Linked DNA regions of Urocitellus parryii: region 2 is linked to region 1. Evidence: chromatin contacts called from public Hi-C data. All regions are on one chromosome and are shown on one strand. The core of a region is the stretch at or near the end of the contact, and the rest is flanking DNA. Distances in the headings are between cores, read along the strand shown. Region 1 holds the start of Ppcdc (phosphopantothenoylcysteine decarboxylase). Region 2 holds the start of C6H15orf39 (chromosome 6 C15orf39 homolog).

Region 1 (7,128 bases), core at 1,639-4,138:
CAATATTCTCCTCTCCTTGTCTCCTCCCTGCCATCAGATTCCCAGTGCTCACTTCCATCATCCAGGGTCTCTTTCTCTTTCCTGTATGGCTTTTCTGTCTTCGCCAAGGCTGTGTCCCAGTTATATCTGCTTCTAAGACTAAGCCCACATTCCCAAATCTGATGTGATTTCCAGTTCAAGTAAGCTGAGAGGGGAGCTGAGCCTCAGCCCTGATGTTGAAGGGGTATGCAGCTGGAGATTCAAAGCCCACCTGGGGACCTGAATTCCAGGGGATGGAAATACAGGATTGGTCTCCTTGCCTCTGAGTCCATCTGTCTATTTCCTTCTGCTTCCTCCTCAACCCTCAAATCCTTGGGCTTGACTCTTCTACCCTGGCCTTACTGCCTTCCCTGAGGAGTTGGGTTCTGTGGGCATTTGTCATCTCCAGTTGTGCTGGAGCAGAAGACATGTAAATAATTATTGGTCCCTGAGGAGGTCTGGCTATTCTCATTCCACTAGAGCTTCTAGGTATCTCTGAGTAACCATAGGATTCCACTGGATTCCTTGGAGCAATAGCTGTTCTGTTTGGGTCTGGCAGGAAGTACAGGGCTCGGAGGGCCAGAACTGTAAGAGAGATCAGAAGAAGGCAGACAGTATCCAATGAGAGAAGAGCATGCCACTCGTAGTCTCACTTGCTCTTGGCCACAGAAAAGTGCTGGGCACTTGAACTTGGGGCCCAGGGAAAAGTGCACAGGTCCAATCCTTGTTGTAAGCACAATGAACCTAAATGGTATTTCTGGTTAGTCAGGGAGGGAAGAAGAGATGCTTTGGCTTTAGTTTTTGGTTTAGGTATCCCCCACCCCACATCCAAATCAAGATAACTTCCTTCCTTCTGTCTAAAGGACTTGGTTCTTGGCAATTCTTCACCCTGTTAACACCTTTCCCCTTCTAAGAGGCCCAAACAGGGGCTGTTTTGTTTGAAGCAGTGATGAACATTGCTGGCAGAGGCCTCAACTCTGTATGAGACCTGGATGGAATTGGGTTCTCACCCAAGGAGCAGCTCCCTATTTCCTACCCTCTCTTCTTCCAGTGGAAGCCCACCTGGGCTAGATGAATTGGAAAACCAGACCCCACTTGACCACTCTAGGCTGGCTCCTCCTTGAAACTCAACACCTCACTTTGCAGGCCACTCTGAGCATTGACCTACCACTACTTCATAAAGTTCTTTTCTAATGGTCCCTTAGGCTTGGATCACAAAATATAATTGGTTCTCTTATCATTTTCCTTCCGGAGAGCAGTTGTCACAGCCCCTGGTATCTGAAGAGACCCTTCCTTCCCCTTGATCCCAGTCCTCTGATTCCCTTTCCCTTAACCCTCTGGTAGTTCCAGGAAGACTGTGGTCCAGTTGCTAGCCTGGCATCCATGGCCTGTTGGATGCCACCTTCAATCAATTTCCTGTCCTACCTGCCTTTCCTCTGAACTGGCTCAGACCTGTATGGCTGTGCCTGGCATTGTCCTTGGAAACCCTATTACCTACGTCTGGCCCAGCTTATTCAGTCTCTGGGAGGCTGTATTTCTAGGCAACTATGCACTTTCCTGTGGAGGGAACCAGGATGAGAAGTGGGGGTTGGACACAGAACCCTCTCTGCTGGATGGTCTGGCTTGGAGGTGGGTCAAGGAGGGCCCAGTTATGGGGATCCTCAGGTCTGTGGCCAGCCAGTGATCTGTTTTTGCATTTTCCTGGTGCCCACTGCCCCTCCTTGTTTCTGGGAGGCATAAACCATTCCCTAGCTGGCAGTTGATCTGCCTGAGCCAATGTGTCTATCTGTGGTAACTGAGTGAATAAAAATAAAGGGGAACATTTGACCCTGTCTATTGTGTCATGTGTCTTCATGTTGGCCTACATGGAGCCTTACCTTGGGCCATAGGGCAGAGGTGTGAAGGTGAGATGGGTGAGTTGGGTGATCTGTGGAGTTATTCCTTAGCACCAAAAGCGGAGCATGTTTTTTTTTTTTTTTTTTTTTTGTGCTGGAGATTGAACCCAGGGTTTTGTACATGTGAGGCAAGCACTCTACCAAATGAGCTATATTCCCAGCCCAAGCCATGCACTTTCGTGTGGTTCTTCCTCTGAGGCAGCTTTGAGTAGGTCTTGAAGTTGCCACATAGGCCTTCTGCTTGTTAGGAGGAGAAAGCTGTGAATTCCTGAGAAGGAAGTAGAAATAGGATGGATCAGTGGGTGAGGGGTGGTTTGGTCCACATGGTTCACTGTGGACAAGGGAAAGAGTAGAGCATGGTGGTCCCTCAGCTGTCACCTTGGGATACCTGTATCTGGTTGAGCAGCCTCAATAAACACAAAGGTCCTGAATGCAGGAAAATGAATAAGGTAGGGAAATGCATCCAACATGCTTTCTCCTGCTGTTTTCCCTTTGCCCTCCTCTTGGAATGCCTTTCTGGTCATCTATCCTGGTCATCCTTCCAGATTCATCTCAAGTGACTGACTCCTTGGTAGAGAGGGCTTTCCTACCTGGAATGTTGCTTAGGTCCCTCAGTTTCCTCATGGAGAAACTTATCCTGTAATTGTGTTCCTGTTTGTCTCAAGAGCAGAGCCACATCTTATTCATCTCTGTATTCTGTGCACCTTAAACAGTAGGGGTATGGTACTATTCAATATTAAGTGCCTAAGTTCTGAATTGTGTGTGTGAGTGTAGGATAAAGGTGAGGAAGTCCTACAATTAGGCAAGTCCTCAGCTCCAGAAGTGAAGAGCTTGGAGTCTGTGAGTGTCCTATTCCCTCAGTGGACTACAACTCCCAGAAGGCAGAGGAGTGGACTACAATTTTTAGCGTAGACTACAACTCCCAGAAGGTTGCGCAATCTCTGTGCGCTCGTGAGGCTGCGTACCGTTCAGGATCTGTGGGAAGGGCAGCCAAGATATCGCGGTATTTGGTGACTGCCTACGAGATGCGCCCGGTGTCTGGCGCGGGTGAGCAGGGGCTGGGAAGCTGGGTCTTGGCGTGCTTCATGGGGAGGCGGGAGAAACTGCTTGCCGCTGTGTGTACGTCGGGGTGGAGCGGTGGGGGGATATTTCCGCGTGTGGACGTATAGACAGCCCGTACAGCCTGTGAGACCTCACCTACCGGTACTCTTGGGGGCCCGCAGAAGCAATAGGGACCCCTGAACCTAGAGTGGGGGATATATATCCACATGTGTGTCCGCTCATTTTGACTTGCGTTACTCTTGAGATTTTTTTGTTCTGCGCTGTTTAATTCAGTAGAAGGAGGCTTTATAATTTCTCACATTTAACTCTCACCTTTAAAAAAACAAAAGCCGTATGAGTCTGCTTTAAGAAAGGAGCAAGGGCTTTCCAAAGGGCAAACCGTATTTTAATTAACTAAAAAAAAAAAAAAAAAAAAAAATTGGTATTTGGGATTGAATCTAGAAGCGCTTTGACAGAACTAAATTGCTGAGAGGGGCCTCGAACTTTCGAGCTTCTGTTAGGAGCATCACTGGGATTACAGGCACCACCGCGCCCAGTCGGACAGTATTTTAAAAGGTAGTGAAATTGAAAAATGAAAGCTCTAGAGTGTTGGATTTATCTGTAGGAACCTCCTGAAAATGCTGAATAGCATGTAAAATTGAGCGAGGGCGAATTTTGTCAGAAGAGAACTGCCTGCTGTCCTTTGAAATATTTGGAAACTGTTAGACAATAAGAGGAGAGCTTCCCAAGTTAGGCCAATGGTGGGTGTCCTGGAGCAGGGCTTTTCTACATCTGCCTTGGCGGCTTGGAGGTAGCAATAGTCAGTCACTACAATCTAATAGCTGGAGTGTGTGTGGGATCTCTCTCTACAACATGTGGCTTCCTGGACAGGTGCCCACAGGAAATTTCAGGATCAGCAGAGTCAAGCATGCCTATCTCTCTTTTGAGAGAAAAGTACTCTATTAGAAATACCAAGGCTTTGAGTGTTTCCAGCAGAGTTCCTTGTCTTACCTAGGCTTAGAGAAGAGTTTTAATTTTTCTTTGGGTTTTGGTGCAGAGTGACACTTTGAGAAGCTACAAGTTATTTGTTGTTGCTGGGGTAGATGATAGAGTGTATTGATTGGTAGAAGGTCAGCCTAGGTCAATAGTGAGGGGCTTTGATGGCAGGCTAAAGGATTCGGGTTTTTGTTTTTAATATGCCAAGAAAGAACTTAGGGCTTTACACATGTCTTTATACTGAGCTGCATCCCCAGCCCTTTCAGGAGCCCTGCTTATCCATCTTCCTTTGGGCCTGTTTTGTCTTAGGTTCCAGTCCCTCATCTTTCCTGAATTGGGCTCAGCTTATACCCTGTCTGGTCTTGCTTACCTTGCTTCCTTTTTTAGCCCTAGTTCTATTCTGGTTCTACTCTTGACCATGTTGTTACTGGCAAATATCCCTGAAATCTTTCCATTTTGCCCTTTATTTAAACTGCTCAGAGAGGAAGACTTAGCCATTGCATGCTGAGGCTCCTTGCTCTTTCTGATAATCTATCTAAAAGAGAAAAGCCAGGTACAGTGGTGCATACCTGTAATCCCAACAACTCAGGAGGCTGTGGCTGGAGGATTGCAGGTTTGAGACCAGCCTCAATTTAGCAATTAGCAAGACCCTGTCTCAGATTTTTTAAAAGGGCTAGGGATGTAGCTCAGCAGTAAAAACATCCCTAGCTTTAATCCCCAGAGCCAAAAAAAGAAAGTGGGGCAGGTGGGGGATAGGAGGAATAGAAGCTCCCATTTTTCTGGATGTGGGTTACCTCTATGGCTGGTGCCCTGGGACCTTGAGGCCCAGTAATCATGGCCTTTAGCACTATAACCCACCTGTTTGCCAACTGGCCCCTGCCCCATACTGAGGATTGTTACCCAGGGGCACTTTACCATTGAGCTATATCCCCAGCCCCTTTTTTTATTTTATATATATATATTTTTTATTTTGAGACAGGGCCTCACTAAGTTGCTGAAGCTGGTCTGAAACTGTGATCCTTCTGTCTCAGCCTCCTGAGTTACTGGGTTTATAGATATGTGCCACTGTGCCCATCTTCAATTGATTGCTTACTGTAGCCTGTTTCGTAGGAATTTTTCAGTTTGTTTATAGAGGAGGTTCAGGGGCTGCAGAGATGTAATTGAACTTCTGGTTTTGCAGGAATCTCCCTGTCCTAATAGGATAGGCTAGGGTGGAACAGGGTGGGGGTTTGAGATCTGGCAGGTAGGTTTCCCCAAAGAACCAAGAATGTGCTTCTGTTACCCACCAATGTACTCTGACAAGAAACTGGCTTAGAGACCCTGTGGACCTTGCTAGTTGCTAATAGGGCTTTTTAGTTCCCAGATGAACTCAATTCTTCAACTCTGAGCCAGCATGACCCTGGCTAGGCCTGAAACAGAAATTGAAATTGCTGGCAAATGGAACCCTGGGGGGTCTTGCTCTAGGAAACCAGCCTATGCTTAACCCCTACTGAGAAGGGTCTGAATCCTTGGAGACCCTTCCATGTAGAAGTGGGATACTGGAGCCAAAAATCATCTGCTCACATGGATATATACTAAGAGTTAAAGGCAAATATTGGGCAGAGAGGACCCCATGGAGCCATGAAGGTAGCCAGTAGAAACACAGCTGTTCACCAGTTCTTCCTCTGGGTCAGTTGGGTTTCCCTCATGCTGCTGATTCTGCCCTTTTTGAGCATCTTCTTAAGACCTCCCTTGTACAAAGAGCCCTTACCACTGTCTTTTATGTATTGACTCAGCTTCTACTGGAGGAAACTTGAGAGAGAAACCCATCCTAACTGCATTTGGCACATGAAGGAGACTTAGGTTGCATATCAAGTCAGAAGTATAACTATGAGCAGGATCCAGGGCTTCTGATTCACAGGCCACAGTGTCTAGAGGGTACAGGCTCCTCCCCATTATACTGGGAATTGAACCCAGCATTCCCAGCATGCTAGGCAAGTGATCTGCCAGTGTGCTACTTCTCCAGCCCCAGCATGCAATTTATCAATCATTCAGCAGACATTCAGGACTGCCTGGTAGTAGGCTAGTGACTGGGTGTTATGGTTTAGATATGAAGTATCCCCCCAAAATTCATGTGTGAGACAATGTGAGAAAGCTTAGAGGTGAAATCAGGTTATGGGAGCCTTGACCTAATAAGTTCATTAATCCTCTGATAGGGATTAACTGGGTGGTAACTGTAGGCAGGTAGGGCATGGCTGGAGAAACTAGGTCTATGGGGGCGTGCCCTTGTCTGTGGTGAGGGGAGCTCTTCATGCTTCCTGGTGCCCTGTTCCAAGCTGCTTTCCTCCACCACACATTTGCACCATGATATTCTGTCTCCCCTCAGGCCCTGAGGATTGGATTTGTCCATCTGTGAACTGAGATCTCTGAAACCATGAGCCCCAAATAAACTTTTCCTCCTCTAAAGTTGTTCTTGTCAAGTCTTTTGGTCACAGCAATGAAAAAAGCTGACTAAAACACTGGATGGTTAAACATGATCACACTGCAGGGAACTTGCTGTTGGAGGTAGAGGCAAAAAACTTATACATATTGAGTCAGTGATGACCAAAAAGGTACATGGTAGAGAAGGACCTGTTTCAAGTAATTCTGGGTGTGGTCCCTGTCTTAACCTTACTTATAGATTCCCTGATGGTAGCAGCTGTATTTTCTAGAGGTCCTTTGCCCAGAGTTGAACTCAGTCCTCAGTGATTGTTGCTGATGGAGTGTGGTTTGCTGGCCCAGCTTGCCAGAATATAGGTTTTGGTATGTCCCTCAGCTCTCTTATGAACACTCAGCTGTGTGTGATAGCCCACCCTTTTAATCCCAGCTATTTAGGAGGCCAAGAAAGGAGGATCCAGGGTCAATGCCCCAAACCTGATACCTCCCTCGCCTGCCCAGGAGCACTTACTTCTAGCAACATCTGAGAGTCAAAGGAGGAAATCAGCTAGCTGGTCCCATGGCGTGGCGTACATCTGCTTCTCCTTGGTAGGTTGGTGCTCAGGCTGATCTACAGAGTCAGAGCCATAAAGGCCAAAATCTCTCAACTCCTGGGAGTACCCAGTCCCCCGGTTGCCTAGGGTTCTGCCTCACAAGCATCTTTGGACTCCATCTCTTACTACTACTCCCTTGGACCAGTCAGCCTGGTCTGCTGCAGTAGTTC
Region 2 (7,128 bases), core at 1,876-4,375, 160 kb after region 1:
GACTCCTAAGGGCCTGAGCCCAGGCTGACAGCCATCAGCACTGCCCAGCTGCACTCTCTGCTTGCTTAAGAGGCACAGGGTTCCTGGCCACCAATAGCACCTGAGCTTTTCCCTTAGAGGGGCTTGGAGTCAAAGTCCTGAGAAAATCCGAGATCTTCCATTTCTGGGCTGTGTGGACCAACAAGTTGACTCCCCTCCTCTACAGCTTGCACTACAAGAAGTGAAGGAATGGGAGCCCGACATGTGGAAACGGTGCCTTCTTGTCTGAAGAGCCAATTGAGGTTAAGAGTGTGGGGGCCTCCCAGAAGGAGGCAATTTCTATAGCTGGGTCTGAAAGGATGGAGGGAAGCACTGCTGTGTGTCTTCAGACAAAGCACCACACTTCTCTGTTTTTCTGCCTCTAAGATGATTACCCCCACCACCTTTCCTCTGGGGTGAGAGAGAGTCCTCTGAGGAAGGGAAAAGATTTGTAAATAGCAGGTGTGACCTCATTAGTGGGAGTGATATTATTATTAATAACCATAACATAACGAACCAAGGTTCAAAGAGCTGACCCTTTACCTTGCCTTCCCAGGAAGTGAAAAGTAATCTGGGGCAGGTGGAGGAGGGGGAGGGTGTACACCCCCTTGGAAGCATGTGCATAGCTAGGGTGGGGGAGGGTATAATCAGCTTTGGGCTTTTCTATACTACTTGTCTTTGTTAACTCCACCCAGGAAACCCACAGAAGGACAGACTCTTCTGTTCTCTGCTTGATTCGCTGCGCCTTGCAGTCAAAACACCACTTCTCTCCAAGACTGTGGTGCTAATGAAAACACGAGGGGCCTCCCAAGGCCTTCATCTTGTGAGGACTGCCTTCATTTACTAGAGACTCCGCACATGGCACATGACCTTCAGGTTAGAGAGGAAAAGGTCAGAATCTTAGGGCTTACAATCTCCAGACACCCCCAAGAGCTTCCCACAGTGATGCTATTTGACACCATGATCTATAAGGTAGGTTTTCACTGTTCCCATTTTGTGATAAGGAAATCAAGGCTCAGAATATTACAAAGTAGCTCTCAAGTCCCCCATTCTGTGTCCTTTCTTTGGTAGTCCAGGGTGTTTATCTGAGGCTACAAAGGAAGGGACAATGGGACTGCTGTCTTTGGGAGGTGTTCCTGAATTCGGATAAATGACTCAGTGACTCAGTTGGGCTGCAGAACCTTAGCTGGCTCTTGGGGTCTCTGTTCATCCTGACCTGGTGGGGTCTTACTCAGGCTCAGGGAGATTGGAGAGACCACCAGGCACTCCTGAGTACACAACTTGAATCTCCTAGACCCCAAAGCCAAGGACACTGTCTTCCTTCCTGCCCCTGCAGAGCAGGATGGGGAGTAGGGGCTGAGCTGGAGGAGGGTGAGGAGAGGGCAGAGCTGGTCAGGAGCAAGAACAGGGAAGAACAGCTTGTGTGAAAGGGGCTGTCAGGCTTGACTCTGATCTGCAGGAAAGAAGCACTTTCCTGATCCACACCTGTAATCCCAGCCACTTAGGAGGCTGAGGTAGGAGGATTGTGAGTTCAAAGTCAGCCTCAGCAATTTAGCAAGGCTCTAAACAATTTAGTGAAACCCTGTCTCAAAATAAAATATAAAAAGGGCTGGGGATGTGGCTCAGTGGTTAAGCGCCCCATTGCAAAAAAAAAAAAAAAAAAAAAAAAAAGGCACTTTCCTGATGCTAAGGTGTGGCTGCAACAAGATCCCCAGGCTGGGAGCCAGATGATCTGGGTTTTTGTCCTAGCCTGCGGTGTGATTTTGGGAAAGTCCCAACCCTCTCTGGGTCTCTCCTCCCCAGATCTTTCCAGACTCTATTTCTAAGGTCCTTCAAGCTCTAAACTAAATGACACCTTTCCCCTTTCCCCAGATGACCTCACATCCTCTTCCTAATCCTACCTGGAGCCCAGTCCCTCCAGCAGCTTCCTGATTCTTGGCACCTGTGGCCTCAGGCCTGCCTCTTCTGTGACTCAAGCCGCCCTGACTTTTGATTTGGAGGAAGAAGCCTAGGTGGTTTTGCCCCTGAACTTGTTCTGCCCTTTGGCATGTCCACCTATCCTCTTCTCTCACTGCACACATCTGTCTCCAGTCCTTGGGCAGCTAAGGAACTACAAGGACCAGATTCTTTCAAGAAAGGAGCAGTACAGAAGGAGCCTCAGCTAACAATCAGATGGCCCAGAGCCAGGGCAGCGGCAGCCCTTTCACCTCTCCAGCCCCTCTTTCCAATGCACCATTCCCAGCCCAAGATGCTCCACCTCCATCAGGCCCCCCAGGTTACACATGTTCAGGCCAGTTCTGAGGGACACTTGCCAGAAAGATTCAGAGATATCTACCAGGCCTCTTAGCAATCCCTCAACCTACAGCACCCTCCTTCCTGGCCCACCCCAGAAGTGGGACGCTTTCCTCAGACAGCTCCGGTACCATAACAGGGTCAAAATACATGTCTGGAATTTGCTCTGTTGAGGCCTTCTCCTCCCGACTTTAATATAACTAGTACGTCAAGGGAGTCAAGGCGCCTACTGTGTGCCAGATAGTTTAAGACAGTCTCTTCCAAGCTTGACAACACAACCACTACGAGACCACTAAGAGGCAGACAGAATTCCAGATTTACACATGAGGAAACTGAAGCTCAATGAGGTCAACTGGCAGGCGCAAGGTCACATAGCTAGAAAGTGGCAATGAATGGCCAGGCGCGGTGATGCCTGTCTGTAGGAGACTGAGTCAGTCTTGACAACTTTTCGAGACTCTATCTCAAAATTAAAAATAAAAAGGTTGGGGATGTAGAGCTCCCCGGATTCAATCCCCAGTGCGAAGGAAGAGCGGAAGGAAAGAAGGGCCAACGAATGAATGATCCAACGGAATGACTAAACCAGCGCAGGTGACCGGCCCGCCAGGCAATGTGGTTCGCGGAGCGCTGCAGGTACAGACTGTGCATAGCGCCCGCGGCGAGTCGCCAGAGAGTTGGCCCCCCGCAAGCCCTCTCGTGGGCCCTAGGGAGCTCGAGCTCCCAGAGGCGCGGCCGGGCTCTGCCCCCACCCCGCGGGCCGCCCCGCCCCCGCTCCGCCCCCAGTCCGCCCCGCCCGGGACCGCAGACGGCGCCCGGCGGCGGCGCGAACGGCAGCGCGGAGGGTGGCTCTGGGCTTGGCTCAGTGACTTCCCGCGCAGGGCCGGGCGGGACAAGGACCTGCTGCGTAGGCGGTCCTGGAGGATGCGGCTGCAACCTCAGGCAGCGGCAGCGGGAAGCCCGGCGTCCTGCAGGTAGAGCTCGCCCGCTCGGCGGGCGCCGAAACTTGGGCCGAGTTTGCGGGCGGCGCGTGGAGAGGGGGTGGGTGGCCTTGCCCCAGGGCGCCCCTACCGGTCGGCCCGGGGATGGTGCGCGCGTGGCCGGGGCCAAGGTGCTGCGGCTTCCGGCGGGAGGGCTCTCGGGCTAGGCTTGTGCCACTGCCCCCACTTTCCTCGGACTTCGAGGCTCCCGAGGCCTGGTAGCGCTCTGGGGCTCCGGCGGGACCCCGGCACCGGGCTGGCGAGAGAGAGCTCAGGCCAGCGCTCGGGCCTCCCGCGGGGCCCGGCTCACGTGGATTGCCCGGGCGAGTTTGAGGGGGCGGTGGGGGCGGCTAGGGCCAGGGGGCGGAGGACGCCGAGACGCCGCGGGGCCCTGGACGCGCCCTGCTGGGATGGGGCGGCCCTGCGGTTTCCTCGCCACCGCTTGACTCACCATCTGGCCGCAGCCCAGGCTGGCAGGATGGCCCCGAGGCGGTGACTGCCCGGACTGTGCGTCCCGACAGCCCCTTACCCTGGGACCTCCCGCCAGTCTGTGGCCGTCGGTCCTTGGGGCTCTGTGCGCCAGCCTGCCGGCGTGCTCACGTGTGTCCGGTGCCCGAACGAGGGGAGAGCTTAGTTATAGAGGGGCATGTGTGCAGATGTGGGCCATGCACGTACGTGCAGGCACGGCTTTGCATGCGTGGCGGCGGCCAGTGTGTCAGCCTGCTGGGGTGCACGTGTGCCCCAGCGCAGCCGGGAGGGGCTTTTGAAGACCCGGAAGGCCGTGGGGTCGGTTGGGGCAGCAGAGCCCCAAAGCGAAGTCGACTGTGGGCCCCAGGCACCAAGATTATGGGCGGGACCCGTAGTGGGGAAGGAGAATAGATCCGATTTTGCTTCCCTTCCACCCATGCTGGATACTGTGGGCTGCCCCAGGTTGGGTTGTAGTGTCTGGAGAGCCCAGAGCCTCAGCTGAGGTAGGTGGGAGGTGTGAGAATACATGTGGGGTGGTTCAGCCCTCCCAAGAGTCCAGATGCTGCCTTCAACTGGGCTGGAATCACCTATTTCATCTTGAGGCCCTTAGGAGGTGGAAGTGGGAATGGGGTCACAGAACTTTAGAGGACTGGGAGTACAGGGGTGGCAGACTCTTCAGGATCCTGCTTGGGGTCCTGGCTGAGGTTGAAGCTCAGCTCGAAGGACCAATAGAACTTCCCTCCCCCACCAAGAGTAATGGGACCCTGTTCCCTGGGGGCCAGCCCTCTCTAAATGTCTGCTTGTGACCTCATTTTGTATGTCAAGGAAGGAGACATACATTTTGTCTGAAAGGGAAGGCCCTTTCTTAGAGGGAGTGTACATTGGGTCCTCCATCTGCTGGCAGGAGATAAGGCCACCTCTATGCCTCTTATTAGAGTTCTCTGCTGGCTCCTTGGAGCCTCCTCTCCTCCCACAAGACTCTGAAGGTCCCAGATGGCCTTGTGTCTATTGACTGGGTCCAGAGGGGTCTCAGAAAGTCTCCAGGGCAAAGGGCATGGGTTGGACTGAGCCCAGGAGAAAAAGACCCCAGTGGCTGAGGGTGGATATAGAGCAGGCTCCAAGGAGTATGTGGGGGAGGTGAGACCAGAGCCAGCATCTAATTAATCAGAGTTCCCCAAGGGCAGAGGGGGAGCTCAGCACCCCCCAAACGTACAACCTCTTCTTGCATCATTTCTGTGGAGTTGATGGGGACTTTTCCCCTAGGATACAGGTCCTTGACATAGGATACCATTAGTGGTTCTGTGGCCTGAGTTCTGATATCCTCTTCCAGCTTCTCTAAACTCCCTGGGGGGTTGGATTCTGGCCCAATGAATCAACTCTTTCTGAGAGGCCCGCCTGGCTTCTTTGTTGTAGGAAGCTAGGAGTGGAGTGGGCATTGCCTTGTCTTTTCTTGACCCCTTCCTAGTCTAACACTGAGCTTCTGGCTGGCTGACATTGGACCCCTGCCATAAGAGAAGAGAGGACTGGTCTTTGCTTGCTGGTGACAGAAACCTGGGACACTTAGCTGGTGGTCTAATCATAGCAAGATAGACCTGATTCATCCTTTCTAACCTATTGAGGGTTTCAGGGAATGGGGTGCTTACTGCGGGAGATAGAGGCTGGTCAGTGTGCAGCAGACAGGTCTCAGATGGAGACCTTCATGAGTCATTAAATGCCTGCTGCGCTGAGGATTCTCTACCCTTGACCTCTCAGGGTCTGGGTTCCCATCCTTGCTTGGCCTTGCTTCAGGGCCTCGGTCTTTCTCTAGCACTTATTTTTTCTATCAGTAAAGTACAGTGGAAGTAGTTGCCAGCTACCACTCTAGGCCCTTGGGACCTCTCTTCCTGGAGAGGGGATGAAAGAGAGAGAGAGAGACACACACATACTCACACCCACACACCCCACATGACCCCATATGCCTTGGAGTAGCAACCCACAGCCTGAGGGCTGGGCGTGGACACGGGCCTTTTCCCCTCTGCTGGGATCTTCCCGCTGGCACCACAGCACCATCTGGTGGACAGCCTTGACTTTCACTGAGGGGGAGTGGCTTGTATAGATGTAGGCACCCCAGCCACCTCTTCTGGGGGACTGCCTTCCAGACCCCAAGCCTAGTAACAGCATTGGCTGTGGCCCTAGGGACTTGGGTTTGAGACCTGGATCTGCTGTTTTGGGTAAGGCTAGAAGATCAATGGAGTGTCACAAGAAACAAAATTTGAAAACAATGCCCAGATCCCATGTCTTCCATACAGGGGTGTCTTTTGAGATCACTGTGGTATCTTGGAATAGTGGGAATGACAGGCAGGAGCTTTGCTACTTGTTCCATCTCCTTCATCAGTGACTTTGGGATGGATGGGTCTCCATCTATTTTGGTGGGTATAAGCCAAGGCAAGTGATCCTCAAAACTGCCCTAAAATCTGGAACCCCAAGGAAGGGGTCTTGGGAGTCACTTGGAAGAAATCTGAACAGAAAGGACTCCTGGATTGGGGCGAGGGTTATGTGCAGGGAGATTGGACAAGAATTTGTTCAACAAAGGATTTTGTAGCTTAAAAAAAAAAATAGAGACGTCTGCATTTATGATTCATGCATTCAGTCTTAACTGAGTGTCTGTTGAGTGTCAGGCTCTTGGGTGGCAGTGAGCCAGGGAGCATGGCCTCTATACTGCTGACTGGCAACCTGCACTTCTAACTGCCTTGCTTCCTTCCCTCTTTCTCCCAGGTCAGCTGTTCAGTAGCAGCGGCCCTGGAGGGCTTGACGCCTTCACAGTGATGGCGGAGAAGCGCCCACTGGGGACTCTGGGGCCTGTGATATATGGCAAACTGCCCCGCCTGGAAGCAGACTCAGGGCCTGGACATAGCCTGCCCCCCTCTGCTGGTAACCAGGACCCCTGCAACTACAAGGGCGCTTACTTCTCCTGTCCCATGGGGGGTACTTCCAAGGCAGGATCTGAACGGTTGGCATCCTGGACCCCATACTCACCCTTGTACTCCACAAGCGTAGCAGGACCGCCACTTCGGCCAGACAGCCTGTTTACCAACTGCCTGCTGTACCGCCCACCAGCGGAAGGTTCTGAGAAGATGCAGGACTCCAGCCCTGTTGAGCTCCTGCCGTTCAACCCCCAGTCTCACACATACCCGGGCCCACCACTGGCAGCACCCAAACCCGTCTACCGCAGCCCCCTGTGTTATGGGCTCTCGACTTGCCTGGGGGAGGGGCCAGCTAAGAGGCCACTGGATGTTGACTGGACCCTGGTGACTGGGCCCCTGTTGTCCTCTGCTGACCCACCCTGTTCTCTGGGCCCAGCTCCTGGGAAGGGCCAGGCCCTGGACAGCACCTTTTT

What was found. Hi-C and Micro-C count contacts between places; a contact is called where the count stands out from the background.
Region 2: a Hi-C map of liver shows a contact between it and region 1, with 6 times the contacts expected there. The contact joins the promoter of C6H15orf39 here to the promoter of Ppcdc in region 1. A contact is called at or near these places in 2 of 2 Hi-C or Micro-C datasets (liver and muscle).

What each region holds. Positions count from the first base shown.
Region 1 is chr6:118,074,553-118,081,680 of mUroPar1.hap1, forward strand. It overlaps Ppcdc (phosphopantothenoylcysteine decarboxylase), which reads left to right and starts at 2,889. Exons shown (of 5, transcript XM_026387841.2): 1 at 2,889-2,960.
Region 2 is chr6:118,237,059-118,244,186 of mUroPar1.hap1, forward strand. C6H15orf39 (chromosome 6 C15orf39 homolog) reads left to right here and starts at 3,126. Exons shown (of 3, transcript XM_026387842.2): 1 at 3,126-3,278; 2 at 6,507-7,128. The coding sequence starts at 6,557.